Regions from separate parts of the Ovis aries genome. Here region 2 is linked to region 1. Evidence: chromatin contacts called from public Hi-C data. All regions are on one chromosome and are shown on one strand. The core of a region is the stretch at or near the end of the contact, and the rest is flanking DNA. Distances in the headings are between cores, read along the strand shown. Region 1 has its middle 6.8 kb from the start of TRNAC-GCA. Region 2 has its middle 27 kb from the start of RASGRP1.

The links. A called contact is a pair of places that touch in the nucleus more often than the background predicts.
Region 2: a contact with region 1 is called in a Hi-C map of hypothalamus, with 6 times the contacts expected there. The contact joins two enhancer-like sites. A contact is called at or near these places in 4 of 16 Hi-C or Micro-C datasets (hypothalamus, mixed tissues, omental adipose tissue and 1 more).

Annotation. Positions count from the first base shown.
Region 1 is chr7:31,788,513-31,795,417 of ARS-UI_Ramb_v3.0, forward strand. No RefSeq gene overlaps it. Among named protein-coding and RNA genes, the nearest start is that of TRNAC-GCA, 6.8 kb to the left of the region's middle. Within about 2 kb of position 2,914, at least 30 of the 54 cell types and tissues checked have an H3K27ac peak or open chromatin away from gene starts, as enhancers often do.
Region 2 is chr7:32,503,029-32,510,720 of ARS-UI_Ramb_v3.0, forward strand. No RefSeq gene overlaps it. Among named protein-coding and RNA genes, the nearest start is that of RASGRP1, 27 kb to the left of the region's middle. Within about 2 kb of position 4,068, at least 6 of the 54 cell types and tissues checked have an H3K27ac peak or open chromatin away from gene starts, as enhancers often do.

The DNA of each region.
Region 1 (6,905 bases), core at 1,664-4,163:
TTCCTCTTGGCTCTCTCCAGAGAGATTAATATCAAGGAGATTTTCTCACATGTTTTCTTCTTAGAGTTTTATAATTTCGTGTTTTCTTCTACGAATTCAATAGTTTTATGTTTAGGTCTTTGATCCATTTTGATTTAATTTTGTTTATGGTGTTAGGTAAAGGTCCACCTTCTTTCTTTTCCATGTGGATAACTAGTTTTCACAGTACCACTTGTTGAAAAGACTGAACTCTCCCCACTGAATGGTTTTAACATCCATGTTGCAAATCATTTGAGTATATATGGAAGGGTTTATTTCAGGAATCTCTATTCTGGTACATTGGTATATATGCATGTCTTCATGCCAGTACCACACTGTTTTAAATACCATAACTTTGTAGTAAGTCTTGACATCAGGAGTCCTTCAACTATGTTCAGTTGAGTTGAGTCCTTCAAGTACGTTATTCTTTTTCAAGACTGTTCTGGCTATTCACTGTACCTTGAAATTCCACATGAATTTCAGGATGAGTCTTTAAATATTTTTACTCTTAAAAGAAAATCATTCACTGGGGTTTTGTTAGGGGTTTCAATGAAGTTATGAATGGCATTTTCTTATAATGCCTTTGTCTGGCTTTTTGATATCAGAAAAAAACTGGCCTCATAGAATGAGTTAGGACTTTTCTCTCCTCTTCAATTTTTGGAAAAGTTTGAGAAGGATTAGTATTCATTCTTCTTCAAGTATTTGTTAAAATTCAACAGTGAAGCCATCAGGTCCAGGCCTCTTCCTTTTTGGGAGATTTTTGATTACTGATTCAGTCTCCTTACTTGTTAAAGATCTGTTCTAAGAACAGGTTTTTTATTTCTTTATGATTCAGTCTTGATAGGTTTTATGTTTCTAGAACTTGCCCATTTCATCCAGGCTATCCAATTTGTTGACATACAATTGTTAATAGTATCCTCTTATAATACTTTTTATTTCCGTAGCATCAGTGGTAATATCAGTAGTTATCTGATTCCTTTTTTTTTAGTCATCTAACTAAAAGTTCATCAATTTTACTGACCTTTCTAAAGAACTAACTTTTTATTTCATTGATTTTTCTCTATTTTTCTATTCCCTAATTAATTTATCTCTGTTCTAATCTTAATCTGAACCTGAGTCTGCACGTCACATATCAGCTGGCCCACCCAGCTTCCCGGTCATACTGAAGTTTGAAAAATGGCTTTCTACAGAGGAAAGTTCCATAACATGTCCCTTGAAAGCCCCCACCAGACTGGCATTAATCCATACTCAGCCACAAGAAGCTGTTCCAATCTGAAATCCCAGATATATTAATGTTTACAGGTGTAGGAGCCAGGCCAGTTATGGAAAAGAGTAAAAGAGAGAGATGGGTTTCCCAGGTGGCTCAGTGGTAAAGAATCCACCTGCCAATGCAGGAGATGCAAGAAACTCAGGTTCGATCCCTGGGATGCAAAGATCCTCTGGAGTAGGAAATGGCAACCCACTCCAGTATTCCTGTCTGAGAAATCCTATGGACAGACGAGGCTGGTGGGCTACAGTCCATGGGGCGGCAAAGAGCTGGACACAACTGTACAACTGTGCATACATGCAAAGGGGATATATAAAGGCAATGGTGACTGGTGGGTGGCAAGGACTGTTCAATACATTTCCTATCACTTTAATAGTTCATCGAAGAGAGGAATGTTAGCATATCCTGATTTTTTTCTTGACTCCCTGAAATTTCTACAATCACAACTCCCCATTTTAAGTGTTAGTAAAACTTTTTCTCTTTGGAGTTGGGAGACTAAACAAAGAAAAAGACTGGAAGGGTGATCTATTAGGAGCTAAATGGGGCTAGTTCTTTATAAACAACTGCTTTCCCTACCTTTATCTGTTAGACCCCAATCCCAACATACACATACAAGTCAATTTGGAAATGAAGAAAACCCCTCAGGGAGGAGCAGGCTTGCCCTTCTCCAGGGATCTTGGTGCCAGCACACAGGAAAGGCCACTATGGAGGTACAAATCTTTCTCCTCTCTTTGCCAGCCACTCCCACCCTGCTTGCAGGACTTAAAGCTGCAGTCAGTAGAACTGCTCTGTATTCTTCTCCCCTCTTCATTCTACCATAAGAGTCAGGAGAGGAGCTGCACCTCATGTTCTCAACCAGGAGGCAAACCACTGTGGTTTGGTAAAAATTTTTTGTACCCCACCACCAAATTTTATGTCTCCTCCTCTCCTCTGATTCAGTCTGCCCCTCTTGGGTAATAAAGGTCAGAAAGTTGCCTCAGAACAGACCCTGGTGTTTCTTATAGAGTCCAAATTGGCACCATCCACTTTAGAGTCCAGTGGCTAATCCCAAACTAGGGGTCTAATTCCCACTCTCCCTGATACGAATCTGCTCTGTGAATCTTTCCTGTCATCCTCCTGCAAGTTCAGTCACTTTGTGGAAGCACAGACTCCTGAGAGCCCAGCACTGTATAACACTGCTGCAAAAAATATCCCTATCACTATGCTGTTCTGCGATGACTCAGAAGAGATGAAATGGGAGAGAAGATCCTAAAATCATGTTGCCAGAGGCACAGTGCTGGCCTGTTACGCAAGCCAAAGATGTCTGTATCCACTTTATCCACACGGTGGTGCTAGCCTCAAAAGGATTACCCCAAAAGGAAATGAAACAGTTCCCAGTTCCCTCTCATTAATGACAGAGCTGTACACAGTGCTCACAGCATTACTCGTGGAAGAAGACTATATATTAATCCTGCAAATAAGCATGTAAAATAAACGAGTTTGTCCTCATCCTTATCCTCAACCTACTTCCCAGGGGGAATAAAAGAAATCAAATCACTGTTCTGTTTTTTTTTCCTCAACTCACTGATTCAATCTTAACCGACCCTGGGGCAAAAGAATGACTCATGCTGAGCTGTTGGATGTGTACAATCCTGGCATAGAACCTTATTATTCCTGAGAGGGAGCTGGGGTAGAGAGCTGGTCAACTAGCCATCTAAGGCGCTCGCTCATTGGATTCTTGTTAAGTGCTGCTGGCAGTCTAAGAAGATGGGAACAGCAGACATTTCACTGCTTTCACTGAATAAAACTTGGTGGGTTTAATGTGGGTGCCTTCTAGAAAAATGGCCAGAGAAGAACAGAAAGTCTGGTTTGGGCTTCTAAACCTCAAAGTATCCCCTCCACCTGCCATAAGACCAAGTCTCACCAGCTGCCTCTTCTATTTGTGCAATCTAAATCTTCACTTAAATGTTTTAAAAGCTCAGGGGGATCTTATTAAGCATGCAAAATAGCACTTAGGCAACGTATATGATGCCAGTTACTAGGTGCATACACGAACAACCTTCAAAAGCACAGTGCCTATCAACAGCAGAAGCACCCTTTAAGGGAGAACTGACCCAAGTTGGTGAATGGTCCTCTGTAAGTCAGCCCATACCTGATGCTGATAGTGATAACAATGGCAACCATAGGCACAACGATGCAAGTCCAGATTATTTTCAGACCTGGCCCTGGACACTGACAGCTTGCTAATACCTGTGATCTGGGAGGTAACACAAAGTACCACTTATCATTGTGCCTATCTATCCCCCTCTGGCTGACTATGGACTTCTGACCCTTTTACATGTTTAAAATCCTCAATTATAGAAAAGAGCTATAAGAATATTACCCTATAATTTCATTCATAAAATATACATCTTAGTGGAGAAGGAAGGAAAGATCCTAGCAAAAGTGTCCGTTTGAATGAGATCATTAGATTGCCTGATTTACCCTTGAAATAGCAAGGAGCTGGATCCTAGGATCTCACGGCATATGAGACAAGTGTTGACAAAAGCTAAGAGTTCAGCAGTCATAGGTTCTGGGTCCAGTGACTTAGTCGAAGCAAGAATGAGTCTGGAATGAGTCTGGAAGGATTTCCCCATTTATCACAGATCAAACATAGCAAAGCGATGGCTCACAGGCCCATTCAACTTGAGTTGCATTTCATTTGACTCAAACTTTTTTTTTTTTCCTTCTCATTTTCATGTATTGTAAATTCTAGAGATGCCATCTAAAATTCTAGATTTGGGACTTCTCTTTAAAAAGTGAAAAGTTTTGTCGCCACTGGACAGAATTCTCATGTGACAGTAATTGCTCAAAGGTGAGAAATAAGAGCTGAGTCAACAGCATGTGGCCATTTGGTCACCGTAGTCCCCATCACCCTGATTGTGTCATACCTGATCTGGTTTACTCATCTGTGCCACCACACACCCCTCTAAGTCCTAACTGACCTTGCTTTCTGAGGGCGACACAGAAGAGAGAATCCCTGAAAGAAAGATGGCAATACCAACAGCGATAGGAGCTACCAAAAGACAGATGACTTTCTGGAAAAACAGAGTCAATCATACCTGACATAGCTAAAGCAAACACTCAGGAAAAAATATATAGCACAGCTCATACTGGGCTAAGTAGGAAAGCGTAGTGTTTCCAGGACTCAGAGCAGTGTAAGGAGGAAAGACAAATGAAAAACCGTATAATGTGATGAGAAAGTGTTTCTTAATCTCAGCTTTTGATTTATGAGGCAGCAAACCACAGACTTACCAATAAGTCATATGAACTTTAGAAATAGCCAAAGGCTCCCTGTGTGGCAAGGATGCAGCCTACGTGCTCACTTTCCTACAGCTCATGGATGAGGAGCAATGGAACTGAGCTGCAATCAGGGAACACTGGCTTAGGCTGAATATCAGGAACAAATCATGTTCTAGAATTATATACACATTAAACTCTGAGATAACCACACAGAATTATAAGTTGTTTGTGCTTAAGCAATTTGTGCACAAGTCTTAATTTATAAAGGTGACTGAGGAATGATACAGAAAGGTCCGTGTCACTGAGAAGAGCTTCCTGTTACAATTCCCCAGGAATGAGAGGCGCGTGGGGAAACACCAGCGGGTACAAGCAGGAAGGAGAGGAAAGCATGGCCTAGAGCCTTGATTGTGTTTTCTATGGGAAAGGCAAGGCAGGGAAGGGAGAAATGGTCTAAAATTGGCTAGTTTTCATCATATTGGTGCCCTCTGCTCTATAGGGGTGGTCTCTAGTTGCCTGGTACCTGGCCTTAGGCAATATGGCAGGAGAATTATTGGATTTGTGTGAGATTTAGATAAAGGAAGTAGCTGGGGAATGGACTCGAGATTCACTAGAAAGTTTATAATATGATTTTTGCACACCTGTGAAAGCTGTGTCACAGGGGAGATGTCAACAACTGTGACCGTGAGTCTAGCACAGTGATTAATGGATCCGGAATAGACAAACTAAGAGAAAATAGATTATCAGGGAATTTAAGAACTCTTCGGTCTAGTCCCTCCATTTCATAAATGAGGAAATTGATGTTTAACTGTGTTGTCATTTGTCCAAAATCCAACAAGGCTTGTTAAGAGCACTGCACAGAACAGGATTCTCACCCACAACTCATACCTCTGACCTTTCCACCACGTTCTATAAATGTATGCCTATGTGCACTCTAACATCTGCAATTCTCTTTATCATGTCCTGAGAAGCTAAAACAGGAGCTGGCAAACTTTTTCTGCAGAGAATCAGACAGTAAATATCTCAGGCTTGTGGGTTAGACCATCTGTGTCACAACAACTCATCTCTGCCATCGTAGCAGTAAAACAGCTGTTGGTTTAGTGACATAAACCAATGGGTGTGCCTATATTCAATAAAACTTTATAGATATTGAAGTTATAATTTTATATTAATTTTCATTATCATGAAATAGTATTTTCAAAATTTTTTCAACTACTTAAAAACGTAATAACTGTTCTTGGCTTGGGCTGTACAAAAACAGGCTGCAGGCTGAGTTTTGCCCATAAGCCAGTTTACTAAACTTTGGGCTGGATAATTTGCACATGTCCTATGAAATTGCAGATGACTGAGCCAAATGACAGCCCATCACTCTAGGTCTTAGTTCCTCTATTGATAAAATGAGGTAAATAGACTCTAAGGTCCCTTGCAGACTTGTGACCTTGAGGCTTCTGCCAAGGGGACTCAAGACAAAAATAAGCTGTAAAAAGGAATCTGTGGGTTCTTTCATGGGCCACTATTAAGCAATACCTCTCTCAGATATCTCCAGCAGCCAAAATCAGGAATGATATTGGGAAAAAAAAAATTAGATACACAGAATTTTAGAGTTAAAAAAAAATTATGGAATGGCAAGTTTAGGGAACAGGACTAAATAAATTTCTCTACTCAAAAAACTCTCAAACTGGATATGCACAGGACTATCCAGAGATGCAGTCTTCCAAAAGCACACTCTCAGATAAGAACTTGAGTACAGGTAGTTTGTGTCAGAGACAGAAATAGGAAACACAAATGAGACAGAGAAAAATGAAACAGGGAAATGGGAAACACCATGCAGCTTATGTTAATAGGTCACTGCTCTGAGCATTTGCTCTGTTTAGAGCTCAGTTCTGCTGGAAACTCTCTGAGAAACTATGATGTGGCTTCAGAATGATTCTGCAGAGGGTGAGGTGGTTTTAGGCATTTATCAAGTCCAACTTCCCAAAGATGGAGGGCTGAGGATGTGAACACTCCCATGGCTTCTGAGTACCACCTGCAGGGAATCCAAGGAAGCTCCCAGAGTGCTGAAAAATTACTTAAGACCAAGAGGAGAGCTGACTTAAGGGGAGAAGCTATCAGCATGCCAGAAACATCCACCATGGCTATATTCAGAGAGGTGCAGAAGAGAAGGTGTAGGTATCAACACAGAGGTGATGGGGGGAGGAAAGCAATCAACATTTTCTAACCGCATTTGCCCTTTCTTCCATAATTTGACTCAGGAACTCCTTTTTTTCATGAAGCATCTGTCCTTGGAGAGAAAACCAGATGAAGGTAAATAGAACAGTGCCGGTGACTAGGTAATCTCGGTAAAACTAGATCTCTTCAGGTT
Region 2 (7,692 bases), core at 2,818-5,317, 720 kb after region 1:
CAGACTTTATTTTTTGGGGCTCCAAAATCACTGCAGATGGTGACTGCAGCCATGAAATTAAAAGATGCTTACTCCTTGGAAGGAAAGTTATGACCAACGTAGATAGTATATTGAAAAGCAGAGACATTACTTTGCTGACTAAGGTCCATCTAGTCAAGGCTATGGTTTTTCCTGTGGTCATGTATGGATGTGAGAGTTGGACTTTGAAGAAGGCTGAGCGCCGAAGAATTGATGCTTTTGAACTGTGGTGTTGGAGAAGACTCTTGAGAGTCCCTTGGACTGCAAGGAGATCCAAGCAGTCCATTCTGAAGGAGATCAGCCCTGGGATTTCTTTTGGAAGGAATGATGCTAAAGCTGAAACTCCAGTACTTTGGCCACCTCATGCCAAAGAGCTGACTCACTGGAAAAGACTCTGATGCTGGGGGGGATTGGGGGCAGGAGGAGAAGGGGGCGACCGAGGATGAGATGGCTGGATGGCATCACTGACTCGATGGACGTGAGTCTGAGTGAACTACGGGAGATGGTGATGGACAGGGAAGCCTGGTGTGCTGCGATTCATGGGGTCGCAAAGACATGGCTGAGTGACTGAACTGAACTGATACATACCTCCCTCCTCAGACACTGCGATTCTTCCTTTATAAGCTGAATGAATTTATACAAGTTATTTGGTTTATCTGAGCCCTGGTCTCCTCATCTCTAAATTAGGACTAACAGTAATTCCCACTGATGTAGCTAGAGGTCCTGGGGGGAGTGAGAGGAAATGAAGTTAGCCCAGACTTGAATGCCATGAAGACTCGGATAAGAGGATGTTAGAGAAGCGGTGGAAAAGCTGGGTGTGTTCAAATGCATTTAAAACATTAGTGTTCAGAACAAGAGACAACAGAGGAGATGGTCAAAAGACAGGGGCTTTTAAGAAACATGTTCCTTCTCCTGATAGTAACACTTGCCCATGCTCCTGATGTCATCTCTGGACCAGCTGGTGGGAAGGCTAAGGAGAGTTCATGAAACTTCTAGTGCAAGTCTGGATACACTCAAGAAACATCAGTTATGATGATTATTTTGTTTCATCAATGCTCCCATGGTGCTTTATACATAATGTATTATGTCATTTATTTGGGGGGAGTTGCTGACCTGGTTTGTGCCCCAGTGTCCTCATCTGCAAGATGGGAATGAGAATAGTGTTCATCTTTGGTCGTGAGAAGACAAGCTGAGATACTAGGTGAAAGCTCTCTGTACACTGAGCACCCAAAAGTTGTGGCTGTTATAGACATTTGTTGTTAGCATGTGAAGCAACAGGGAAGAGTGGGCCTCTCAAAAGCATCAGGTATATTCAGGCAGGTTTGGGAGAACATAAATGTTAGGGCTCCCTCTAGTGGGGATCTGGAGAAGTGCAGCCAGTGCCCCACCAACCTGCGATAGGTGGGCATCCACAGGCGGCTGATTAGCGGCACAGCAGCAAGGAGCCTGTGAGCTGGGAGTCTTGCAGGCTTTGCTGACCTCCTGGGTTGGATTAGGAGATTTATGGAGAGGCAATAGGATTTCCAAATGTAAAGGTTGTGAAAAACATTACACATTGTATGGGACAGGCCAGGGGTTGTGCAAGCTTCCTCTCTTGTAAAATTGCTTGAGAATGGGAGACTCTGGGAAAGATTTCTTTTCCAAAGAGCATCCCAAGTAAGAGTGAAGGTGTGGATCACTGCAGCCACTTATGGGCTTCCAGGTGGAACAGGTGGTAAAGAATCTGCCTGTCAACACAGGAGACACGAGTTCAATCCCTAGGTCGGGAAGATTCTCTGCAGGAGGAAATGGCAACCCACTCCAGTGTTCTTGGCTGCAGAATCCCATGGACAGAGGAGCCTGGTGGGCTACAGTCCATGGGATCGCAAAGAGTCAGACACAACTGAGTGTACACACACACACAGAAACCCTTTCAATGCCCCAGAGTTCGTCTGGGTATTGAACACTGATCAGAAAGAAGAGATGTTGGGGATTGTGTTGACATCTATCTGACTTAAAACATACATGTGGATTAAGGGAATGGGCTGAGGCTTAAGGGGGAAAATGCATGCCTCAACTAAAGCCCTCTTGGTTTCTCAGGCCCCCTCTGTGGCTCACCATCTTTTAAACAGTCAGCCTCTGGACGGCCCTCTTTTTGAACCACTTCCCTCCAGAAGCACCTCTGGGAGGATGACTAATCCTGGGAGAAGGAAACTCAAGGGGGCAAGTGGAAAAAGGCAGGCCAGGCCATCAGGCTGTGGGGTGGAGAGAGAATAAAGGGAAGGTCTTCTTTCTCACAGGAAGCTGTGGCTCTGGGAGATATGGGAGGCGTGAGGCTGGACCAGCGCTTAGTGGCCATTGTCTCTACTGTCTGAAGGGAGAAGGAATCAGCAAGAATGTTCTCAGACCTGGAGCGGCAGGCTCTAAGAAGGTACACTCTGATCTCTTCCTCCAGAGAGTTCAGCAGGATATGACCTGATCTTCAAGGGTACACATTAAGAACCAGAGCAACCTTAACTCAGGGTTTGGGATATTCTAAACACAGGGGCATGCACCACGAGAGAGAGACTCCAGGCTGGTCTCAGTTCGAGGTGGGAAAGTACTGGGGTGCTGGATGGGGTGGTATGGAGCCAAGAAGGGAGTAGAAGGTCTGTTACTGCCGAAGCAATCGAAGATTAAGTAAGCAGTTTCTACTCTGGAAGCTGCTTATTCTCCAGGGAAGCAAGGACACACTGTAATAGAGTTTCACCTGAGGATGCAGGCTCGGGAACTAGGGCAGAAAATGCGAACTTGGCTGCCTTATGATACTGTTGTGATGTGTGTATTTTGCTCAGTGGTGCTTCACAAGCCCATATTAGGGAAAGCCACTGCAAGGCAAAGGGCTAAGACTTACCATCAGGCAGCAACTTCAACACCCAGCAAAGTGTAAAAAGCATGCAGTAGTCCCCCCTTATCCTTGAGGATACATTGTCAGACCTGCAGTGGATGCTTGAAACCATGAAGAACACCAGACCCTATATATACATGTGTGTATATATATGTGTGTGTGTGTATATATATATATATATACACACACATTATTTTTTCCTATACACACATGCCTATGATAAAGTCTAATTTATAAATTAGGCACAGTGAGAGATTAATGATAATAAAATACAACAATTAAAATGATATCCTATAATAAAAGTTACATGAATGTGGTCTCAGTACAAGCTAATGCCTTTCCTGCCTTAATGAAGCACTTAATATGCACTGTGGCTATAACTTGTAGTTGAGGTACAACACTAGAAAAACTAGCAAGAATTTCTTTATCTTTCTTCACAACTTTATGGATAGAAGACTCATTCTCACCAGAGAACAGCCTCAGCACTTACTTCCCCCGCCCCCTTTCCTTATTAAGTTGAGGACTTTTAGTTTTCTCTTAAAGGGAGCCCTTGACGGCTTCTCTTTGGCTTATCTGAATTGCCAGCATCACTCCTCTTGCATTTGGGGGCTGATGTCAAGCAAAATAAGGGTGACTTGAACACAAGCCCTGACTTGAACACAAGCCCTATCAGGACAGTCAGATGACCCAGGAAGCTACCATGTGACTCATGGACAGGATGTACTGACACTCCCAGGAGGACCGAGGAGGACCGACGGACACTCCCAGGAGAACCAACTGACATTCCCAGGGGGGCTGAAGAGGATGGACTGACACTCCCAGGAGGACCGACTGACATTCCCAGGACTTCTGAGGAGGGCAGCACAGGATTTCCTCATGCTGCTCAGAATGGCACCCAATTGAAAATTTCTGAGTTATTTCTGAAACTTTGAATGTAATATTTCTGGACTGTGGTTGACCATGTGGAGCTGAAACTGCGGGAAGTTAAACCACAGATAATGGAGGACTATGGCATTTTACTCATATGTACGTACATGTGAGACCATCGTGGGAAAATTATGCCTGGGAAAGTAGCAAGCATCAAACGGATGTGTTCAAAAATCAAGACCAGGCTGGTAACTGCAGACCTAAGAGCTTTGTTCTCTCCGGAGCCTGAATGTGAATGCAGGCATTGTTCCTGCTCCAGACACCCTTGTCACTGAACATCAGAGTTTCAGAGGATTTATACTGCCTGCCTAGGGTATGCAGCTCTTCACAGAGCTCCAAATCATACCTTCTGGAACTTTCTATTCTTTTTGTGCCACCAAGTATTATGCATTGCATTCAGTTCAGTTCAGTTGCTCAGTCGTGTCCGACTCTTTGCGACTCCATGAATCACAGCACGCCAGGCCTCCCTGCCATCACCATCTCCCGGAGTTCACTCAGACTCACGTCCATCGAGTCCGTGATGCCATCCAGCCATCTCATCCTCTATCATCCCCTTCTCCTCCTGCCCCCAATCCCTCCCAGCATCAGAGTCTTTTCCAATGAGTCAACTCTTCGCATGAGGTGGCCAAAGTACTGGAGTTTCAGCTTTAGCATCATTCCTTCCAAAGAAATCCCAGGGCTGATCTCCTTCAGAATGGACTGCTTGGATCTCCTTGCAGTCCAAGGGACTCTCAAGAGTCTTCTCCAACACCACAGTTCAAAACCATCAATTCTTTGGCGCTCAGCTTTCTTCACAGTCCAACTCTCACCTCCATACATGACCACTGGAAAAACCATAGCCTTGACTACATGGACCTTTGCTGGCAAAGTAACATCTCTGCTTTTGAATATGCTATCTAGGTTGGTCATAACTTTCCTTCCAAGGAGTAAGCGTCTTTTAATTTCATGGCTGCAGTCACCATCGGCAGTGATTTTGGAGCCCCCCAAAATAAAGTGTGACAATGTTTTCCACTGTTTCCCCATCTATTTCCCATGAAGTGATGGGACCGGATGCCATGATCTTCGTTTTCTGAATGTTGAGCTTTAAGTCAACTTTTTCACTCTCCTCTTTCACTTTCATCAAGAGGCTTTTTAGTTCCCCTTCATTTTCTGCCATAAAGATGGTGTCATCTGCATATCTGAGGTTATTGATATTTCTTCTGGCAATTTTGATTCCAGCTTTTGCTTCTTCCAGCCCAGCGTTTCTCATGATGTACTCTGCATAGAAGTTAAATAAGCAGGGTGACAATATACAGACTTGATGTGCTCCTTTTCCTATTTGGAACCAGTCTGTTTTTCCATGTCCAGTTCTAACTGTTGCTTCCTGACCTACATGTAGGTTTCTCAAGAGGCAGGTCAGGTAGTCTGGTATTCCCATCTCTTTCAGAATTTTCCAGTTTATTGTGATCCACACAGTCAAAAGCTTTGGCATAGTCAATAAAGCAGAAATAGATGTTAATGCATTGCGTTAACCTAAGGCAATTAGCTTTATCAGGAAGAAAAGAAAGACTGGACTTGACTTTTCTCTTTCCAGATGGAGAAACTGCCAGATCAGATGCTCTGTTTCTATCTCCCTTTGGGCAGTTGCTTAGTGCTATTGTAGAAATTTCTAACCATCTCAATTTTGCAGATGAGCAGAAGCAAATAACTCCCCTCCCCTTAAGCAGCCTGTAGGGATAGGGCCCAAGAACTTCCCCAGAAACACTTGTATTTCTGATGACTGATTTGCACTGGAGCTTTGATTATTTTACAGTGATTAAATAGTAAAGGGGCCTTTACTATGGTTAATTTGGATGCTCTGAATAGAAAACTACTGAAGACTCAATTCAGTCGAAAACCTGGTTAGAATCATAACTCACTGAGATTACTGGCTGAAGTGAATAGTCAAAGTGTTGGTCGACCAGTTGTGTTCAAGCCACTGAGACCCCGTGGACTGTAGCCCGCCAGGCTCCTCTGTCCGTGGGATTTCCCAGGCAAGAATACTAGAGTGGGTTGCCACTTCCTTCTCCAGGGGATCTTCCTGACCCAGGGATCAAACCCAGGTCTCCTGCATTGCAGGCAAATTCTTTACTATCTAAGCTACCAAAGAAGCCTGAGATTACTGGCTGGATGAGTAGATTTACTAGATATTTAACCAAGATCCAAGACAATTCAGATTCCTTAGACATGAATTTTGATAATTTTCCAAACTTCAAATATGGCTTTGTGCCCCAATTTTATTTTTTTTTAAACTAGAAGCTGGCAATGAACTATCTAGATAGTAGTTTCATTTTTAGATAGGGATTTTGATGAACAGGAAAAATAAAGAAAATGGACACATCATAACTTTGCAAACTACCTTTCATCAGTGGAAAACTGTAAAGAAATCCAGTGATCTAATGCAAATAACCTTGCAGTCATCTCTTGGCCTCTCCTGACTCTTGGCTTCTATTGACTGCCTTTGAGTTAGACTTGCCTTGCCTCAGCTTTGCTACTTTCTGTAGGACTATATCATTTAGGGGCTTCCCAGGTGGTGCTAGTGGTAAACAATCTGCCTGCCAATACAGGAGATGCAGGAGCTGCAGGTTTGATCTCTGGGTCGGGAAGATCCCCTGGAGGAGGAAAATGGAAACCCACTCCAGTGTTCTTGCCTGGAAAATTCCATGGACAGAGGAGCCTGGCAGGCTACAGTCCATGGGGCTGCAAAGATCAGACACAACTGAGCAGCGTATCATTTAGGAAGCCCGGTGAGATGGTAGTTCCAAGCAGTGTTTGTGCCCAATTAAACTGTCCTCCCTAAGAGTTACTTCTCACACTTGGGGCACTCTCTTGAGTTTCTTGACTTGAGGATATTCTGAAAATGCTATGTCTTTGTTTCCAGAGGTCTTCACGGAAGCTCTCTGGAAATAAGATCCTCCCAAAGGGTAGGAGAAGGGGCGATAGGGGATGAGATAGTTGGATGGCACCACTGACTCAATGGACATGAATTTGAGCAAACTCTGAGAGAGAAGTCTGGCGTGCTGCAGTCCATGGGGTTGCAGAGAGTTGGACACGACTTAGTGACTGCACCACCACAACAAAGGGTTTGCATCCCAGGCCTGGAGGGTCCTAGTTATCTCACACTTCGGTGCTCTTCTTCCCTGGGGGGGGGGGACAGTTGGGGGAATGACCTAACAACACTTCGGTGCTCTTCTTCCCTGGGGTGGGGACAGTCGGGGGAATGACCTAACACAGCCTTATGTTTGATCTGGAGCAGCCATTCCTCAGGGCATCCAGCCGCCTGGTCCCGCCTCTTTGCCAGAGTCCTGGTCCACTCAGGGGTTTCCTGAAGAGTCCCATGACCCTGCTCTCCTCCTCAAGTCTGACCCCGTGGGGATGCCCAGACCATCCCACACATCTGTCTGAATATGACTTTCTACATTTCTCCACCAACTATCTGTTGGCTGCCAGCTGTGTTCCAGGCACCTTCAGAGGCCCTGGGAACATGGCAGTGAGCAAGACGGACAGAGCCTTGCTTCCAGAAGGCTCACACTCTTGTCAGGTGATGCAGGGCAGCACAAAAAGCAAACCAGATCAGACCATGCCAGACAGAGAGAACAAGAAAACGAGAGAGGATGGGAGGAGAGGAAGGCCTTGGGTGGGCGGGGCGGTTGGGATGCTTCGGAGAGGGTGTCAGGGAAGCCTCTCTGAGAGAAGACGGTATAACTGAGGCCTGAACCCTAAGAGTGACCCAGCCACACAGACAACCACAGGAGGAATGTTCCAGACAGAGGGAAGATCAGGAAAGGCAGTGATGTAGGAGCAGCCTTGGGATGTGGGAGGAAGAGTGGGAAAGCTGTGGGGTGGAGCAGGGGCTCAGGCTC